Regions from separate parts of the Sus scrofa genome. Here regions 1, 3, 4 and 5 are each linked to region 2. Evidence: chromatin contacts called from public Hi-C and HiChIP or PLAC-seq data. All regions are on one chromosome and are shown on one strand. The core of a region is the stretch at or near the end of the contact, and the rest is flanking DNA. Distances in the headings are between cores, read along the strand shown. Region 1 has its middle 23 kb from the start of IRF2BP2. Region 2 has its middle 180 kb from the start of IRF2BP2. Region 3 holds the start of IRF2BP2 (interferon regulatory factor 2-binding protein 2). Region 4 overlaps LOC110256752 (a long non-coding RNA gene). Region 5 overlaps LOC102158473 (a long non-coding RNA gene).

Evidence for each region. A called contact is a pair of places that touch in the nucleus more often than the background predicts. HiChIP or PLAC-seq counts read pairs in DNA pulled down with a chosen protein or histone mark.
Region 1: an H3K27ac HiChIP or PLAC-seq map of skeletal muscle shows a contact between it and region 2. The contact joins two enhancer-like sites. A contact is called at or near these places in 6 of 47 Hi-C or Micro-C datasets (heart right ventricle, liver, mesenteric adipose tissue and 2 more) and 2 of 2 datasets of contacts at active chromatin or transcription factors (alveolar macrophages and skeletal muscle).
Region 3: a contact with region 2 is called in an H3K27ac HiChIP or PLAC-seq map of skeletal muscle. The contact joins the promoter of IRF2BP2 here to the enhancer-like site in region 2. A contact is called at or near these places in 2 of 5 promoter capture datasets (fetal liver and liver), 18 of 47 Hi-C or Micro-C datasets (alveolar macrophages, embryonic fibroblasts, epiblast stem cells and 10 more) and 2 of 2 datasets of contacts at active chromatin or transcription factors (alveolar macrophages and skeletal muscle).
Region 4: a contact with region 2 is called in an H3K27ac HiChIP or PLAC-seq map of skeletal muscle. The contact joins two enhancer-like sites. A contact is called at or near these places in 4 of 47 Hi-C or Micro-C datasets (heart right ventricle, liver, mesenteric adipose tissue and 1 more) and 1 of 2 datasets of contacts at active chromatin or transcription factors (skeletal muscle).
Region 5: a contact with region 2 is called in a Hi-C map of liver, with 1.9 times the contacts expected there. The contact joins two enhancer-like sites. A contact is called at or near these places in 5 of 47 Hi-C or Micro-C datasets (embryonic fibroblasts, fetal liver, liver and 1 more) and 1 of 2 datasets of contacts at active chromatin or transcription factors (alveolar macrophages).

The regions. Positions count from the first base shown.
Region 1 is chr14:56,566,843-56,570,386 of Sscrofa11.1, reverse strand. No RefSeq gene overlaps it. Among named protein-coding and RNA genes, the nearest start is that of IRF2BP2, 23 kb to the right of the region's middle. Within about 2 kb of position 1,931, at least 6 of the 83 cell types and tissues checked have an H3K27ac peak or open chromatin away from gene starts, as enhancers often do. A contact at or near this core is called in skeletal muscle, where this site is marked.
Region 2 is chr14:56,362,390-56,365,802 of Sscrofa11.1, reverse strand. No RefSeq gene overlaps it. Among named protein-coding and RNA genes, the nearest start is that of IRF2BP2, 180 kb to the left of the region's middle. Within about 2 kb of position 1,497, at least 60 of the 83 cell types and tissues checked have an H3K27ac peak or open chromatin away from gene starts, as enhancers often do. A contact at or near this core is called in alveolar macrophages, fetal liver, liver and 5 more, where this site is marked.
Region 3 is chr14:56,544,280-56,547,395 of Sscrofa11.1, reverse strand. It overlaps IRF2BP2 (interferon regulatory factor 2-binding protein 2), which reads right to left and starts at 1,604. Exons shown (of 2, transcript XM_021074288.1): 1 at 510-1,604. The coding sequence starts at 1,512. LOC110256820 reads left to right here and starts at 1,511. Exons shown (of 2, transcript XM_021073692.1): 1 at 1,511-1,916; 2 at 1,978-2,384. The coding sequence starts at 1,511. The coding sequence ends at 2,384.
Region 4 is chr14:56,605,941-56,609,344 of Sscrofa11.1, reverse strand. It overlaps LOC110256752 (a long non-coding RNA gene), which reads right to left. Exons shown (of 2, transcript XR_002338680.1): 2 at 1,343-1,668. It overlaps LOC106506002 (a long non-coding RNA gene), which reads left to right. Exons shown (of 3, transcript XR_002338684.1): 3 at 1-612. Among named protein-coding and RNA genes, the nearest start is that of IRF2BP2, 62 kb to the right of the region's middle. Within about 2 kb of position 1,869, at least 28 of the 83 cell types and tissues checked have an H3K27ac peak or open chromatin away from gene starts, as enhancers often do. A contact at or near this core is called in liver, mesenteric adipose tissue, retroperitoneal adipose tissue and 1 more, where this site is marked.
Region 5 is chr14:56,491,064-56,494,481 of Sscrofa11.1, reverse strand. The region is part of intron 4 of LOC102158473 (a long non-coding RNA gene); the gene reads left to right. Among named protein-coding and RNA genes, the nearest start is that of IRF2BP2, 53 kb to the left of the region's middle. Within about 2 kb of position 1,866, at least 4 of the 83 cell types and tissues checked have an H3K27ac peak or open chromatin away from gene starts, as enhancers often do. A contact at or near this core is called in fetal liver and liver, where this site is marked.

The DNA.
Region 1 (3,544 bases), core at 682-3,181, 200 kb before region 2:
CAAATTCTTGACTCAAGTATTGTAAATGAAAGCTCTTTTTTTTTTTTCCAGTCAGGCTATTTTTTCCTTTTTTTTTTTTTCTCAAGATGTTGGGAGAACCCCAACCAAGGAATCAGTGCTTAATGGGTCACAGGGTATAAATAGTAGTGTTGAGAACGTAACACAAGGCTCTTTGTGCTATCATGGAACCGAACCTTTAAAAAAAAAAAAAAAGAGGAAAAAAGAAAAGAAAAAAAATCTTCCAAACAGACCAGTTAACATACCAGCCCAGGGCTCTGTGGGGGGGGGGGGGGGGCGCGCAACAAATTGCTGAGCACAAGCTGCGTTCTATATTTGTCCAGCCCAGCATTCCACCACTGACATCTATTTACAGCTTTGCCATGTACACAGGATCCCCTATTCATTAAACATGTGCTAAAAAAAAAAAAAGATTCTGTATGTATTTTTGTGCTGCTGATAGTTCATAGACATAAATTAAGGAAATAAAGTCAGCAGTGAAGTGTGAATGGGGAGACTAGGTTCACATCCCTAGCCCCTAACTCTGTAATGGTCATTTTACATGTTACTGTGCAGCAGTGTGCAAGCTCTTTTCATCCACAAAATGGGGACAAACATGCCTGTTCTCTAAGAGTTGGCTCTGAGTGACGGGCAATGCGGCTTTGATAATAAAGGGATAGCAGTTCCTGTCATGGCATAGTGGAAACAAATCTGACTAGGAACAGTGAGGTTGCAGGTTCGATCCCTGGCTTCACTCAGTGGGTTAAGGATCCAGCATTGCGGTGAGCTGTGGTGTGGGTTGAAGATGCGGCTCGGATCCCCCTTTGCTGTGGCTGTGGCCAGCAGCTGCAGATCCGACTAGACAGACCCCTAGCCTGGGAACCTCCATATGCTGAGGGTGCAGCCCTAAAAAAGCAAAAAAAGAAAAAAAAAAAAAGAAAGAAAATGAAGAGATAAGATCTCTGGGCTTCTTGGCTTGGAGGCACTCTTTAAATATGAAATATTATCCTAATTAAACGAAATTTTCATCCTGGGGGTCAGTTCTTTGATGAAGTTAAATGGGAAGATCCAAAGTATCTATTAATTTGCTATCAGTCATTGTATTTGGAGATCCTGAGGGATCCTAAAAATGGATGAATTATGACAGCCCCGACGGTATATTTCTGGGTGATTATGGCAAGCCTTGGGTGGTATTAAAAGAGTTGCCAATTTTTATGTGACAGTGAAATTCATAGGCTCTAACAGAAGTACTATTATACCAGGAGCAGGGAGCAGACTGAAGGGCATGTGACTTAGCAGCTGACAAGGGCAATAATTCTCAGAATTTTGTGGCTCAAAATGTGTGCTGGCTACTGAGAACTGGGATTTTAGAAATAGAAAGTTCAGGTTACAAGCCTACTGGGCAGAAACTCGAACTCCTGGTGCTGGCAACCTGCCCCGGGTACTCAGGGGTGGGCCAAGGTTCTGGCCATTCAGTGTCCTATGTTTAAATTCCGAGCCTATAAGCAAACAAAAAAAAAAAGTTGGAAGTGTTCCCTTACCTTTTGGAAACTGCAAAATAAAATCTCCTTTGGCTAAGAGCCTCTTTCTTTTGTGGGCTCTCCTACAGGGTTTCTTGGGCAAGATTTACCTCTGTGCTGCCATGACCCTAGCTCCCCACCAGTTGCTGGCATGTCTGTCTTCCGGTGGGAGATGGGGGGGTGGGGGTGGGGGGCAGGGATAACACTCTTGTTCAAATTGTTGGATTAACCAGAAAATTAGCAGGAAAACATGGCAGTGGAGGTCAAAGTGGGGTCCATGCTGCACTGTGGAGGTGTCTCAGAGATGAAGCTGCCTATTAACGGGGTTTAGTATTTCAGTAGCTAGTGTTTGAGTTGGGGTTGCTAGGAGAGAGAAGCAAAGAAGGGCACAGACAGCACTGTTTAGTCCTAGTGTTGGCTCAGGACATGGGTACAGGCACATTCTGATACCCAGGACCACATGCTGAGCACGTACTAAGGAGAGCAGGCGCACTAAACATTTTAAGTAGAGTATTTCATTCAATATGCAAAACTCCAAAAGCCCTTCAAGACCAGTGCTAGTCTTTTTTTTTTTTTTCTTCTTTTTTCTTTTTCTTTCTTTCTTTCTTTCTTTCTTTTTTTTTTTTTTTTAGGGCTGCACCCGAGGCATATGGAAGTTCCCAGGCTAGGAGGTCTAATATCTAATTGGAGATGCAGCCGCTGACCTACACCACAGGCACAGCAACACAGATCCTAGCCGCATCTGTGGCCTATGCTGTGCAGGGTCCTTAACCCACTGAGCGAGACCAGGGATGGAACCTGCATCCTCATGAATACTAGTCGGGTTCTTAACCCCCTGAGCCACAACAGGAACTCCAACTAATGCTAGTCTTTTGCAAGCGTAAAAATTCTGCTTAAAAAGAAGAAAATGACTTATTTGTGATTCGCAACTAATTGCATTGTGGAGACTGAATTTGAACACAGACTTTTTGATGCCCAAACCTGGGCGGTTAATAACTTTGCTATACTTCTTTCCTATTTTGCATGCCTCTCACCCTCAGCCGAGCCTCCAGGCTTCTGCAATGCATCTGGGACTCAGGGATGGCGAGAGTGGCGTGCGTGGGGGAAGTTAGGGGGAGTCAGAGAAGCTCAGGGATGAGAGATCACAATGTGTGCAGATCTAAGAACTGATCCTGGAGGACAGAGCTCCTGTCTCTCAACTCTACTCCCTGCGGTGATTGCCCTGCAGCCCCGTTGGACCTAAATCGGGAACATCTGAATGGCAGATGGAAGCCCCCGCCTCTGCCCCGAGCCTGTCTCTCCTCCATGCCTGGTGGATGGAGAAATGCTGCCTGGGCGCAGAGCTGTGACCTTGCACGTGAGATTTGAGTTTACTCTCCCTATATGCCATTTGCTCATGAACAGAAAAACTGCATTTCATGACATTTGGATACATGGAATAGCATTCAATGTCTCCTAATCAGTTAAGAGAAAAACTAGCCTATTTTCTTCTGTTCAGTTTGGTCCTGCAATTTAAAAGGCAAGTTCCCTGCATCTTAGCCTCCCAGAGTCTGCACTGCTTAGCATCCCCAGGCCGCTGTGACAACAGCCCTCGCCTCTTATATGTTGTACTTTGAGACAAACTTCTCACCCTGAGTCATGCCACTCTCTGCTCCTGCCAAGAATTCCTGGAGTCTTCTAAGGATCTCTGGAATTTTACTCTCTTTAATCCCAATTTAACACAGCATCTGTGAGTAAATACCCCATCGGGCTATTTTAAATGCTTTCATCAGATGTCTGGCTCACATTCTCTGTTTCTCATGCCTTCCCTGTAAACGAAGAGCTTTCCCAGGGCCCGGACTCCATCTCACCTCTTTCTGCCGAGACACCCAGCACCATACCTGGTGCACGTGAGTGTTCAAATAGCACACGTTGAATGAGGGCTTCAGCGGAGGAAGGAAAGAACACATGGTGCTTGTGAAGCACAAATATACTCAGAGATCCTTGGAGTAAGGGGTAGCATCCTGAGCCCCCAGCGCTCCCAGCTT
Region 2 (3,413 bases), core at 248-2,747:
CACTCCTGAGCCACATGCCCGGGTGGCTACCATATATGGCTGCACAAATCTAGGGGTGGGTGTGTGTGTAGAAGGAATCGTAACTTCTGCTCTGACTCTCTGAGTCCAAAAGACAAGTCAGACCTGCTTAAAGGGGGAGGGCGGGGGATGAAGAGGGAGAGAGGGTCATCCAGCATCTTGGTGAGGCCAGCGCGGCATGCCAGGCACTAAGTGCATGAAGGAGAGGCACCAGCTCCTCTCCCGCATCCCCAAGGGTGTCTGCGCAAACAGTGTCAAGACGACACAGAGCACCGAGGAAGGTTTGCTAAATGTTGCCAAGCACCTGGACACCAGATCACAAGGGCGACCCAGAAAACAGGCAAGTGCACCTGTGGTGGAGCGCTTGGCATCGAGCCCGGGACGGAGGTCACCCCAGGTCACGGCTGGAGGCGGGGAGCCAGGCAGCAAGGCTGCCTAATGTGGAAATGTTTGGATCGGAGCAGGGCAGGCGCTGCGGGCAGCGGGGAGGAGGCCAGGGCGGCGGGGTCCAGAGCGCAGCGCTGACAGTAACCAGGCGCGCAGAGGACCATGTGGTCCACAGCGCCAGCGCTGGCCAAAACCCGGGCTGCCTCTTTCCTAATAAGTCTGGCAGCGCCTGCGTCCTCTCAGCAGACCAGACTCTCCCTTGCTGCCGGGTCTTATTTAAGAAGAAGGAGCGGGGTGCCACCAGGGAGAAAAGCAAGCCAAACCCAGCAAGGATGGAGGGGAGCCCTCCTTTCTCCCGGCCTCCCCACTCCACAGCAGATCAGCTTTGCAAATGAACGAAGGGGTTGCTTTCTCCACGAGGACTGACTCTCTAGCCCTGGGGCACACATCGCATCCCAGATGGTGAGCCACAGGTCTCCAGCCCTTCCCTCTGGGGTGAGGAGGGGGCCCCCTAAAGCATCCCGCCCCATCCCTTCCCCTCCTCCTCCAGCTCCTTCCAGGAAAGAAAGGCACCGCCCACCTAACTTCAGAAGAAGGTTCCCCCCTTCCAGCCTCTGGGTCTGGCTGGGGCTGCACACTTGCTAGTTGTCTGCCGGCCCCACACAAGGGAGGGCAGGATTACAACACGTGTGTGTTTGGGTCAGGAGCACTTTTGAACTATGGCTCCGAGAAAGAACAGCCTGTACAGCCATTGAGTCTCCCAGCAACAAAGAATGTACAACAGAGAATGATTAGCCCTCACTGGCAAAACAATTTTTTTTTTTTTTAAAAAAGAGGTGCCGCTTGGTCTCTTTATAGGGTCCTGGAGTTAGGGTGTCTGGACTGAAGAGTGCTCTCCCTGCCTGGCTGGGAGAACCAGCGTCACTCGCTCCTCAGGGGTTTATGACCTTGGCTTACTAATAAGCCCTTGTAACACGATTACAGTCGGGGTTTTGCAAGCTTCGGGACCCAGGTGTGGTTGAAGGTCAGCTGCCTCGGGACAGGGGGCTCTCCTGCCGTTGGGAAAAGGTTACAAAGAATGATTTTCCTGCTCGAGGGCTTGTAGATGATTAACAGGTTTCTTTCTGTTAACCAGAGAGTTAATCGTTAGTCAAAGCACACTTTGATAATGGGGGCGGAGGGGAGAAAATGAATACGTCAACCATTAATCGAGGGACATGCCATAAAAGTTAGGATGGAAAACACACCGTTTGGGAGAGGAATTCATGCACTGGCCTGCTGGAGAAGAAGGAGGTAAAGGATCAAGTGAGGCCATGAAGTTCATGCATACTTAGAGCAGGGAGTTTTTTTTTTTTTTAAATCCTTTTCCTTGTTACATTGCTTGGAGGAAGCAGGGTAGGGATAACGAAATAACAAACACGGGAACATTACAAATAAAGCCAGTTTTATTGGCTTTTTGCTCCAGCCTCCCACAGTTGAGCCTGTCCTCTGTATGATTCTTTCCTTGGGCATTTTGCGGGGAGGAGAGGAGCCCAGGGACTCACGATCAGAAAAGCCAAGGGGGTCCAAGGAACTCAGGCTGAGAGGCATGAGGCCACACCAGCCCCTCCCCCGGGGTCACCCTGGCCAGTGCCCCCGTCCCTGACCCCAGTCGTCCTGCTGGGGCCCAGGGTGGCCTTGCTGGGCAGAGAGGTTGCCTGTTCGCTGCCCTGGAAAAAAGCAGCATTAGCCTCAGTTTCTTATGGCCTGATTGTGACACCAGGTCCTGGTGCCCAGGAGAGCTTTCCCCCAAGGCCCAGCCCAGGAAACAAGAGGATGCAGGGGGCAAAATTCCTGTTTTGCGCAGACAACTCCCAGATACACCACCTCCACCACTAGAAACATTTCTGGGTGCAGGACACAAGCATGTGTATTTTTTTTTTTTTCTTTTTGCTTCTCAGGACCACACCCTTGGCATATAGAGGTTCCCAGGCTCTCCCAGGCTAGGGTCGAATCAGAACTACAACTGCCGGCCTACGCCACAGCCATAGCAATGCAGAATCTGAGCTGCATCTGCAACCTACACCACAACTCCTGGCAACGCTGGATCCTTAAACAGGAATCGAACCCACAACCTCATGGTTCCTAGTCAGATTTGTTAACCACTGAGCCACAGTGGGAACTCCAACATGTGTATTTTTTTTTTTTTAAGGCTAATTCTCTCGAGTAGCCAGGGATGAATTGCCGCCACCAAGAAAACTAGCTGGGGAAACGTGAGCTGGGGGGCAGAACGCTCTGGGAAAGGTGCGCTCAGACTTGGTGGCCCAAGAGGATGACGGCAAAGATGAAGAGTGTGCGATAAACATGGATGGTCAAGAGGTTATGGACAACGTTGGAGCAATGCTGTGGGGGCCACACTAGAGAGACCCTCCTGCTCCCTGACACTTAGAAAGACCCAGGAGACAGTATAGATGCCTTTGGACCTGTTGTGGTCTGTGCACACGGGTCACAAAATAATTTCTGGACTCGTATCGGGGTGAAAAGAAAGAAGAGTTTATTGAGCATGGCGAGGGGAGAGAAAGTAGAGTTTATTGAGATAAGAGATGCTGCAAGCAAAGCAGGCTGACTTGCTGATGATCGGGGAGAACCAATCCTTGAACGTGTGGTCATGTCTGTTTTAATAGCCCAGGGAGAGGAGATGTCTCAGGATATATCTGCTGACCTGCTGATTGGTTGGGGAAAGAGGGGAGTCTTAGGATACGCTTGCTGGTTGGTTGGGAGCATGTAAGGTCCTATAGGGGTGGGGCGAGGAGTGGGCCATATACCTTTCCTAGTAGGGGCAAGAAGGAGTAGACCTGGTTGCTCAAGGTGGGGGAGGGAGCACTACAATGAGACAGGAGGGGTGATGATAAGGGTCTGGCAATTCCTGTCTTGGCCAGACGCTTGGAGTTCTATCTCCCTAAAGGGAACTTGAAGCCCAACAGGATCCACCCCCTCCATCTGGCTTGAGGAGGGACACTGACCAGGGA
Region 3 (3,116 bases), core at 355-2,854, 180 kb before region 2:
GTGAGCTTTCAAGAGCACGTGTAACTTAAAACACTTAACTTACAGGGCTGAGGCAGTATGCCACTCAAAAACACAAAAGCCACAGAAAACGATTCCTACACAACGGCCTATTCTGACACACGCAAGCATGTAGCCCGGCTAAACCGGGCATACGACTGCTAACGTCCCCCAGCAGGTTAAAAGGTGACTGGTGCTCTCCTGCTCTCCTCCAAGAATGTGCTGGGAAAGGAAAACCCGGTGTCAGTGCCTATCAGCCCGGTCTGACTCATCTCTGTTGTGCTACTTCAGCACAGGAACACGTTGCCACTAAGCACTGGTTCCGCCTCGGGCAAATCAGGAAGTTGGGTGTTTGTTGTTTCTGGGCCGGCCGGGGGAGAAATGGTGAATGGGAAGGGCACCCCCTCCTCTGCTCTCCGTCCCCTCTTCGCCCCGAGATCACCTCACTCCACAGCCGCCCCTACCTGCTTTAGACCCGTTGGCCCCGTTGGCCTCGAAACCCAACAACCTGCCTGCAGTCAGGGCCGGCTCCTTCTTAAACTTGCTCTCGAAGGGCCCCGAGTGGCCGTGCTGGTGCAGCGCCAGCAGCGTGTCTCGAACCGTCTTGGGCCTGTTGACCCAGTCCTGATCGCCGGGCCCGCGGCCCTTGCCCGCGCCCTCCGTGCCCAGCTCGGCCGCCCCGGCCGCGGTGGTCAAGCTGTCTGCCGGGCCGCGGTGCGAGGTCGGCGGCGGCTGCTTCTCCTTGGCTGCCGCCTCGCGCTGCTCGTGCTCCGCCGACGCGCTGCTCGTCACGGACGCCGGCCGCTTGTGGGCGCCCAGTTCGGCCGGCTGCGCCGAGCCCAGCCCGGCAGCCGCGGCCCCGGACACGGCGGCCAGTGAGGCGGCGGCGCGACCGCCCAGGCCAAGAGCGGCGGGCAGCGGCGTGGTCGAGCCGTTCATGAGCGGCACCAGGGTGGGAGGCACGGCGTGGCCGCGCCGCGGGTTAGGGCTCTGGCGGTTCAGCTCCGGCGGCTCCTCCAGCTTGGAGAAGCCGTTGGGCACCAGGATGCCGTTCACGGGCGGCGGCTGCGGCGTTGGCGGCTGGGCCAGACCGGCCGCCGGGCGGCTACCGCTGAAATCGGAGCCGAGGCGCGGGGGCCGCTCGGCTGCGGCGGCTGCCAGAGGGTAGCGCTCCAGGGCCTGCGGGGCGCGCGCGGTGGCCTCGGGGCCGCCGTGGCCGAGCTGCTGCTGCTGCTGCAGGAGAAGGTCCTTGGCGGAGAGCGGCGGCGGCTTAGCGGCGGCCGGAGCCGCGGCGCCGGGCGGGGAGCGGCCCTCCGGGAAGCAGCCGTGCGCCCGCTTGAGCTGCCGCGCCGTCTCGATGACGAACTCGACGCGGTCGGCGCCCTCGTAGTTGACGCAGCCGCGGCACACGGGCTCCGTGAAGTCCCAGATCATGGCCCAGGGCATGCGGGGCAGGTCACACAGGTAGCACGACTGCCGCCGGGACGCGGCCGCCACCGCCACCGCCGCGGCCATGTCCGAGGAGCCCGCGGCGCCGGAGGAGGAGGAGGGGGCGCCGCCGCTCCCCGCCGGCACCACGCGCGCCCTCCTCCCCCCCCAACCCCGCGTCTCCCCCACCAGCGGCGGCGGCGGCCGCAAAGGCGGCGGCGGCGGCAAAGCCCGCGAAGGATCGGCGCCCGCGCAGCGCCCCCGGTGCACGAGGGGCGGCGGGCGCGGGGCGAGGGGTTGCAGCCGCGGCAGCACGTCCCCCCGGCCGGCGCGGGCGCGGGTGGGCGGCGGGGCGGCGCGGCGCGGCGGGCGCGGCGGCGGCGGCGGCGGCGGGGGCTCGGCCGGGGCCGCGGCGGGCCTCCAGACCGGGGCGAAGACGGGCCGCGCGGGCGCGGGGGAGCGCAGCAGGTCGCGGCGGCGGCCGGCGCGGAGTGCGGGGCGGGGGGCGGGGAGGCCGGGGGGGCGGGGGGCGGGGGGCGGCCGCCGGGGCAGGCTCAGCCCGAGCGGCGGGGCATGCCGCGCCGGGGCGGCGGCGGCGGCGGCCGTGCGGCGTGGAGCTCGGGCGCGGCACGGGCCCGGGTCGCTCCGCTGCTCTCTCACAGCTCCTGGCGTCGCCGCTCTCCAGCGCCCGCCTCAGCGCCCAGCCCGCCTCAGCTCCGCCGCCGCCGTCGCTGCTGCTGCTGCCGCCGCGGCCGCTCCACTTCTACAGACTTGATTCTTCGACAGCCTCGCAAGGCGCCTGCGCGGGCCCCCTCCCCTCGCGCGCGCGCGCCCGCCCTCCCCCGCTCCCTCCCCCTCCCCCCGCCAGAGAACGAGCGCTGCCGGGAGAGCCGGCTCCGCGGCGCCCGCCCGCGGGTCAGCACCACCCGCCTGCGCCGCGGCTCGTGTCCCCGACGTGAAGCCGTCGCTGGTGTGGCTTGCTTTCCTCCACCCGCTCGGCTCCCTCGACTGCTCAGGCAGTTCCTTCTCGTCTAGGGCTGTTTGAGCCAAACCGTGCTAGAACTCATGTTTTGAAAAGCCAGGCCACTCTGTAACCTGGTTCTGTTAGTAGCATCTTGAGGATGGGGATTTTCAGTCAAGTGCTGTTCACAGTTTTGTAAGGAGCTTTATTTGAACTCCTCGGTGAGTGCTTTTACACCCGCATGTCTTGGGAAGGACACACGCGCCGCCGGTCCCCTAAACTTTTACAACAGGAGGGTGCGCGCCCAAGCCTAGGGCCGCGTCCACCCGCCCTTCTACGGAGCCCTTCCGGGAGCGAGCGGGTACGCTGCCCGAGGAGGTTCCGATCCCCCTCTTCCCCAGTCCGCAGCCCGCCGGGCCACGCGGGGATCCCGGTCGCCTGCTGCAGGCCCGCGCGGCGGGCGCGTGACGTGGGCGCGGGGCCGCGTGCGCCGCCACCGAGTGCGCACGCTCCGCGCGGACGTGACTCGGCGCCGCTGGCACTGGCGGCCCCATTGAACGAATGCACATTCCAGGGATCCGGGGTCAGCGGCCAACGCGGCCGCGTCACCGCGCAGGCTCCGCCCCCGCCGCGACTCTGCTCCAGACCCCGCCTCTCGGAGCCAAACTTGGACTCCAGGTGGCGCGCGGCGCGGGCACGAGCGGCAGCGGGGCTTGGCCCGCGCCCGCCG
Region 4 (3,404 bases), core at 620-3,119, 240 kb before region 2:
CTCGAGGTTGGTGACCCCGGTAGATCAAATGGCAAGCATGAGTGTCAGGGGTGATTTGAGAAGAAAGATGGAAGTTTGCAAAATGAGATTTTATAGATGGAATCTCACCATAAGAAATTTGAGAGTTCATAACTATTCTGAAAATAGTTGTTATCTGCATTAAGACAACTGTATAAATAAAGGAATCAGTGATGCAGCCGGTTGGAGAGTTGTTTTAAGAAACCTGTCACTAAAAATGCAGTATAATCCAACGGTGCCTCGCCTGCCGTTTTGCCAAGGCAAACTCAGCTGGGAGGCTGCGGGGTTTCTCCACTGCGTGGAGTCATTAGGGGGATAAACCATCAGCCTGGTCTAATTAGCATTGAAACACTTCGCAAATATTTGACTTAAGGGGTTGCAAATAGTAAAATAATGTGGAGCTGATGTCTGCAATACCTTTCGAACTCGCCTCCTAACTATAGTCACATGTGTTTTACACATCAGAGGTGTTCCTGAAAAGTCAGGTGTGAATCCATATGCGACACGGAATTATGTTTCAGACATTCTAGGGATACTTCTTTTCTTTTCTTTTTTTTTTTTTAGCTTTTTGGCTTTTTGGCTTTTAGGACTGTGGCATATGGAGGTTCCCAGGCTAGGGGTCTGATCGGAGCTGCAGCTGCTGGCCTTCACCACAGCCAGAGCGACGTGGGATCCGAGCCGTGTCTGCAACCTACACTACAGCTCACGGCAGCGCCAGATCCTTAACCCATTGAGCAAGGCCAAGGATCGAATCCACATCCTCATGGATGCTAGTCGGGTTTGTTAACCGCTGAGCCATGATGGGAACACCAAGGGATACTTCTGACTTGGAGGAACTAGGTATCAGTGAAGAAGCTACAGAGAAAGCTTAATGCCCAAGACAGCTCATTCTGATGCCCCCTCCACCTCCAGCCTAGGCTGAGCCTTTGAGGACACTGTCAGCCTCAGCAGCGTCTCTGTTTCGTTGCTGGGTCTGAGAAGGAAAGGGCTAGTCCTAGAGAAGGGTCAACGGCAGGCTGTTGTGTTCCCCAGCAGCAAAACAGAGGAGGCTGGAGGAAACCACCCAAGCGCCAAGCTCTGCAGAGGGCAAGTGAAGTCGGAGTCTAAAAACAAAAAGTGGCGGAGCCCATCTCCTTGGAGCTGTTTATATTACATAACTCAAATAAACACAGCAGTGCAGGAATGGTTCCCTTGGCGGGGGCCGGTACCGCAGGGCCCAGAGGCGAACAAAAGGCATCTCCCCAGCCCCTGGTCAGAAATGGCTTCTTTAAAACAACAACAGCAACAGCAGCAGTAATAGTAACAATACTCAAGGACACACCAGGCCAATTCAGGAGGCTATCCTGAATAAATTAAGTAGAGGAATCATTCTAATTAGGACTCAAGAGGTGACTTTTTTTCCTTTTGGCTTCGGAGATAAATCCTCATCAGCAAAGTTGATGCCAGAATGGCTATTTTCCTTTGCAAAGGAGGGAAGTGAGGCCCTTGGCCCTGCTGTGAAATCCAGCAGGAGCACAGAGGCCGCTTTCTCAGGCACTGGACAGGCGTCTGACTTTCCGACTTCAATCCCCTTGTCAGCCTGGGGCACTGCTGGGGGCGGGCGGTGGGGGTCCCCAGCCTTCTGGGAAACATCAGGCTATTCCATGGAATCTGCAAGAAGAATACAAAAAAATCCAAGTTACCAACTGGGTAAAGGGACACAGGTCCACAGGTCCCGCGTTTGAACGAAATCAGAGAGTCTGGAAATTGAGAGCAGGCCAGAACCGACTGCAAGCTTTTCCGTCAGTAGCCTGCAGTCTCCCGGGACAGCAACCCCTATCATATGCCAGGGGACAAGAATAGAAAGAAAAATTGAGAACACAGCCCTGAGCACGGGCTGGTGGTATTGGTTGCCAACAGTTGCCCCATTAGTAGGCTATGGGGACATGCGAGGGAACATTTTCTGTACGAGGCTTGTGTTTAAAAATACATCTTGCTTCAAAGCTGGCTCGGGAGTGGCTGGAGAGTGAGAGTTTGCTTTTTTTGTGCTCAGTAGGTGAGCATCTTTCGGTGACTTACTGCACAGCACCCACATGCTAGGTGACAGTGACCGAGACCTCAGCCTCGCTCCCAGCAAGCTAACATCTTAGACAATTCCTGGGTGAAAGCCGCACTCCAGAAACATCCTCGGCATTGGCTTGCTGGAGGCACATGGGGCTGGGGGCAGGAGTGGAGGTTAGCTGAGGGGAACACCTCCCCACCGAGGCCTCTGACCCTTCTTATTCCATGGATGTGTCCTTGGGGGTATTTCCCTCTCCTTGTCCTTATTCTCAAAAGGAGGACACCAGCCTCTACCCACCTCCTAAGGGTGTCTGGGAGGAAGCGCTAGCAGCAATGACTTAAAAACTTTTGGCGGGTAAAGGAGTTCCCGTCGTGGCTCAGTGGTTAACGAATCCGACTAGGAACCGTGAGGTTGTGGGTTCGATCCCTGGCCTTGCTCAGTGGGTTAGGGATCCGGCATTGTCCTGAGCTGTGGTGTAGGTCACAGATGCGGCTCGGATTCCCTCGGTGGCTACAGCTCCGATTAGACCCCTAGCCTGGGAACCTTCATAAGCGGCGGGAGTGGCCCTAGAAATGGCAAAAAGACAAAACAAAAAACAAAAAACAAAAGACACCTTTGGCGGATATGAAGTTCATGATCAAGTGCTGGATGATGGCTTCCCTCACCTACCCTCCCTCATGTGTTACCTAAGCACGCATCCCCTTAAATGCTTTGCTGACAGACTGCCCTGTGGGGTGTGAAGCTGGTCTGCCAAGAAGACATCTCTGGTTCCTCCAGAGAGGTTTGCCTTTGCAGGAACCGCTGAAATCCTTCCATGTCCAAACGCATATTCTGGATAGAAAACAACAGGTGATGCACTGCAGAGGCCAAGAGGCTGTTAGGACCCGCCCATGGGTGCCTGGGTTGGGTCCCCCTTTCCCGGGGGGGTGGGGCGGGGAGATGAGAGGGGACAAATCCACATGGCAGGGTCAAGTTCAGGTCTGCCTTGAAGAAACCCTGGGGACCTCCTTCTTGAAAAACAAGTGGGACAGTGTGACAGCTGCGTAAGGAAGCCAGAGAAAAGGGTCCCCGGGGAAACCTCCCCAGGGAATGCTCTGCTTGCGGGAGGCAGTCAGGAGTGACACAGAAGACAGACAGCAGGAGGGGGGACAGCCAGGCCCCACAAGCTCTCCAAGGAATCCAGAATTAGGAGCGCCCCCCAGATGTGGAGTCTGATGGTGCCAGGGCGACAGCAGCGCTAACAGTGATGATGGTAGATATTCTTGGGGCCTGTTTGCAACAGACTGTCCTGAAGCCACGGCCCTGGAGGGGCCCTTTCTGGAAAACATCTCCCACTCTGGACTCC
Region 5 (3,418 bases), core at 617-3,116, 130 kb before region 2:
ATTTCCTAACATGTTTCAGATTGGTTTTTTTTTGTTGTTGTTGTTCTAAATTACCTATCCCTACAGTCACTCTTTTGTACTTGTTGAGTATAGATTTAATTATTGTCATATGCAGTGGGTCTCTGCTTTTTATCAAGTTTTATTCAAGGAAAGTTTATGACAAAGTGAATTGCCTTGAAATAGATTATATTTTACCATAGGAACAGCGATGTAATTAAAAGTTTTATTCTTGATTTAACATCACATGAATTCTAGATATGACCATAATATGTCAGAAAAGTAAAAACACAGCTGTTTTAAACCTTTTTAATTGATTGCAAGAGTCAAAATAATGCCCAAGCCCTTTAAAGTGGGGTTAAGTAGACTATATATGTTTTGTAATAAAAAGGGCTGTGTGTGTATAAAATGTAAAAATTCAGGGAGTTCCCACTGAGGCTCAGCCAGTTAAGAATGTGACTAATAGCCATGAAGATGTGGGTTCGATTCCTGGCCCCACTCAGTGGGTTAAGTAGCCAGTGTTGCTGCACACTATAGTGTAGGTCTCAAATGCGACATAGATCCACTGTTGCTCTGGCTGTGGTGTAGGCCTCAGCCGCAGCTCTAATTCAACCCCTAACCTGGGAACTGCCATACGCCGCAGATGTGGCCCTAAAAAGATCAAGTAAATAAATAAAAATAAAATAATAAAAATTCCCTGTTTTTTCACCTTTTCCTTGACAGTCCAGTTTACACACTGGCATAAATTAATTTTAATAATGGATACTCCAAGTTGACAGGCCTTTACGAGTAACCCTTCTCTTATAGGAATGGGTTGAAATCCTTGAGTGGAAGTTGCCCACTGGGAGCCTCCGCCACCTCCGACTTCCCTCTCCTCCCCTTCCCAGCCTTAGCTCACTGTTCAGCCTGCTGGTCAGGAGCCCCCCTGGGTCCTTCACAAACACTCCCCTCCCTCCACCCCATCTTCCTGCTTCAGTGCCTTGTTCTCTGCCTGCTCAACCCTTGCCCATCTCTCCACCCACATAAACCCCTTTCCTCCTTAGGGGCTCTGCCCCAGTTCCTGTGCCTCCCAGACCCACACAGCAAGCCCCTACTGAGCCTGAGTACCCATATAGGACCCCAGAGGGCAGCTGGCAGGCCATCTTGCACCTCACTGGGGCATCACTCTGCTGTTGCTGCTGTGTTGTGCCACCCTGGCTGGATAGTCTGCTCCCTTCACCACTGTGCATCAGTAAAGGAGAGACACCAGCTTTTGCTGAGGGCCTACTATGTGCCAGGCACCATGGCTGGCATTCTTACATATGTCCCCTCATTGAATCCCTACAACCATGTTATGTGGCAGAAATTAGTATTTCCATTAACAACAGACAATTACAGAGGCTAAATAACTTCTTCAACTAACTCAGCTAAGAAGGGATGGGACCAGAATTTAAACACAGAAAGTGCACAGGAAGGATCTAAGACTAGAAATCGGGAGATCTCCAGTTCAATTAACCTCTCTGAATCTCATTTTTTTCCCATTAACAAAGAGGGCTAACAACACCCACCTCTTGGAAATGTGTGAATTAACAGGAGACATACTTTTTTTTAATCAACTGTGGTGACTATGGCTCCTGATGCTTAGTGCACTCTGAGGCTCAGTAAATAGGCATTCCTAGATTGAATTCTATTTCTTCTCATACAAATTGCAGAATCTCTTGTCTCGCCTGCCGTGCCTGCTGTCTCCTGTTCTGAGTTGGTTACAGTTATATTCACATTTTCAATTTGGAAAAAGAAAATCATGCCGTGATGGGCTGAGAAGCATTTCCCGGTCCAGAGGATCAGACAGTCAACACGGACCTGCACACATTTGCAAACATTACTCAATGTCCTCGGGAGAATTCCTCCCAGTATTTTGTAATCGGCGTTGAAGAGTCCTAACGAACTCCCCTGTGTCCTGTCTGTTGGTTTCCACTCCTTGAACGATAACAGTGGTTCACCCTCATGGTTGGGTTTTGCACTTATTAGGGCTCACTTAAATGGACTGAGAACCCTTGATAGGAGTGATTTTCTCTGCAGGCCAAGCTACCTAAGAAAGGCAGTATTAGTCACATGCAGAGTAATTTTTTTGTTTCTTTTTAAAAATCTATTTTATTGAAGTATAGTTGATTTACAACCATGTGTTAATTTCTGCTGTACAGAAAAGTGACTCAGTTTTATATATATATGATCTATGCCAGGAGATTGGAGCGAGTTCCCTGTGCTGTACGGTAGGACCTCATTGCTTATCCATTCTAAATGTAATAGTTTGCATTTACTAACCCCAAACTCTCAGTCCATCCCTCTCCCTCCCCTTAAACCCCTCCGCCTTGGCAACCACAAGTCTATTCTCTTGTCTGTGAGTCTCTCTGCAAAGTCATTTATTTTTGCTAAGAGTTCTGTTGTTCCTTTTCACGATAGCGGTAACTGAGTTTTGGCTTCTGACTTATCTTTCCGCACCTTCTGAATATTTGTGCACTATACTCAGCATCTTTTTTGGGGTGAGGTTCTGTTATTTACTTGGGGCTTCAGGTTTCCTTCTTGGTACTTGTCATTCCTTTTGTGACTACCCAGCTTAGCTCCTTGCAAACGCATTTTCTCTATTCTCATCACAGTATGATTTTGACCCTCAGCCTTCCTATTTAACCTTTCAGAAATTTCCTGAAGCAGACTCTTCTCGCCCTGCTGTAATTAGAGTTCCTGTCTCAGAACTTGCCTCATCTATAATTTCTCTCCTGCTTGTAGATTTCCTTTCATTTAAATAAGTAAAAGCAGTAACTTTTTACATTTTGTTTTACTTATGTATTATTTTTCGTCTTTTGTCTTTTTAGGGCCGCTCCCGCGGCATATAGAGGTTCCCAGGCTAGGGGTCAAATTGGAGCTGTAGCTGTCGGCCTACACCACAGCCACAGCAATGCCAGATCTGAGCTGTGTCTGCAACCACACTACAGCTCACAGCACGCTGGATCCTTAACCCACTGAGCAAGACCAGGGATCAAACCTGTGTCCTCACGGATACTAGTTGGGTTCATTAATCACCGAGCCACGACAGGAAAGCCTACATTTCTTTCTTTCTTTCTTTCTTTTCTTTTCTTTTCTTTTTTTTTTTTTTTTTTTTTTTTTTGTCTTTTTGCCTTTTCTAAGGCCACTTCAGTGACATATGGAGGCTCCCAGGCTAGGGGTCAAATCAGAGCTGCAGCCGCCAGCCTATGCCAGAGCCACAGCAACGTGGGATCTGAGCCACGTCTGCAGCCTACAGCACAGCTCACAGCAACGCTGGATCCTTAACCCGCTGAGCAAGGCCAGGGACCAAACCTGAAACCTCATGATTCCTAGTCAGATTCGTTAAGCACTGCGCCACGACGGGAACTCCAAGGAACTCCTACATTTCTTAATTGTAGTT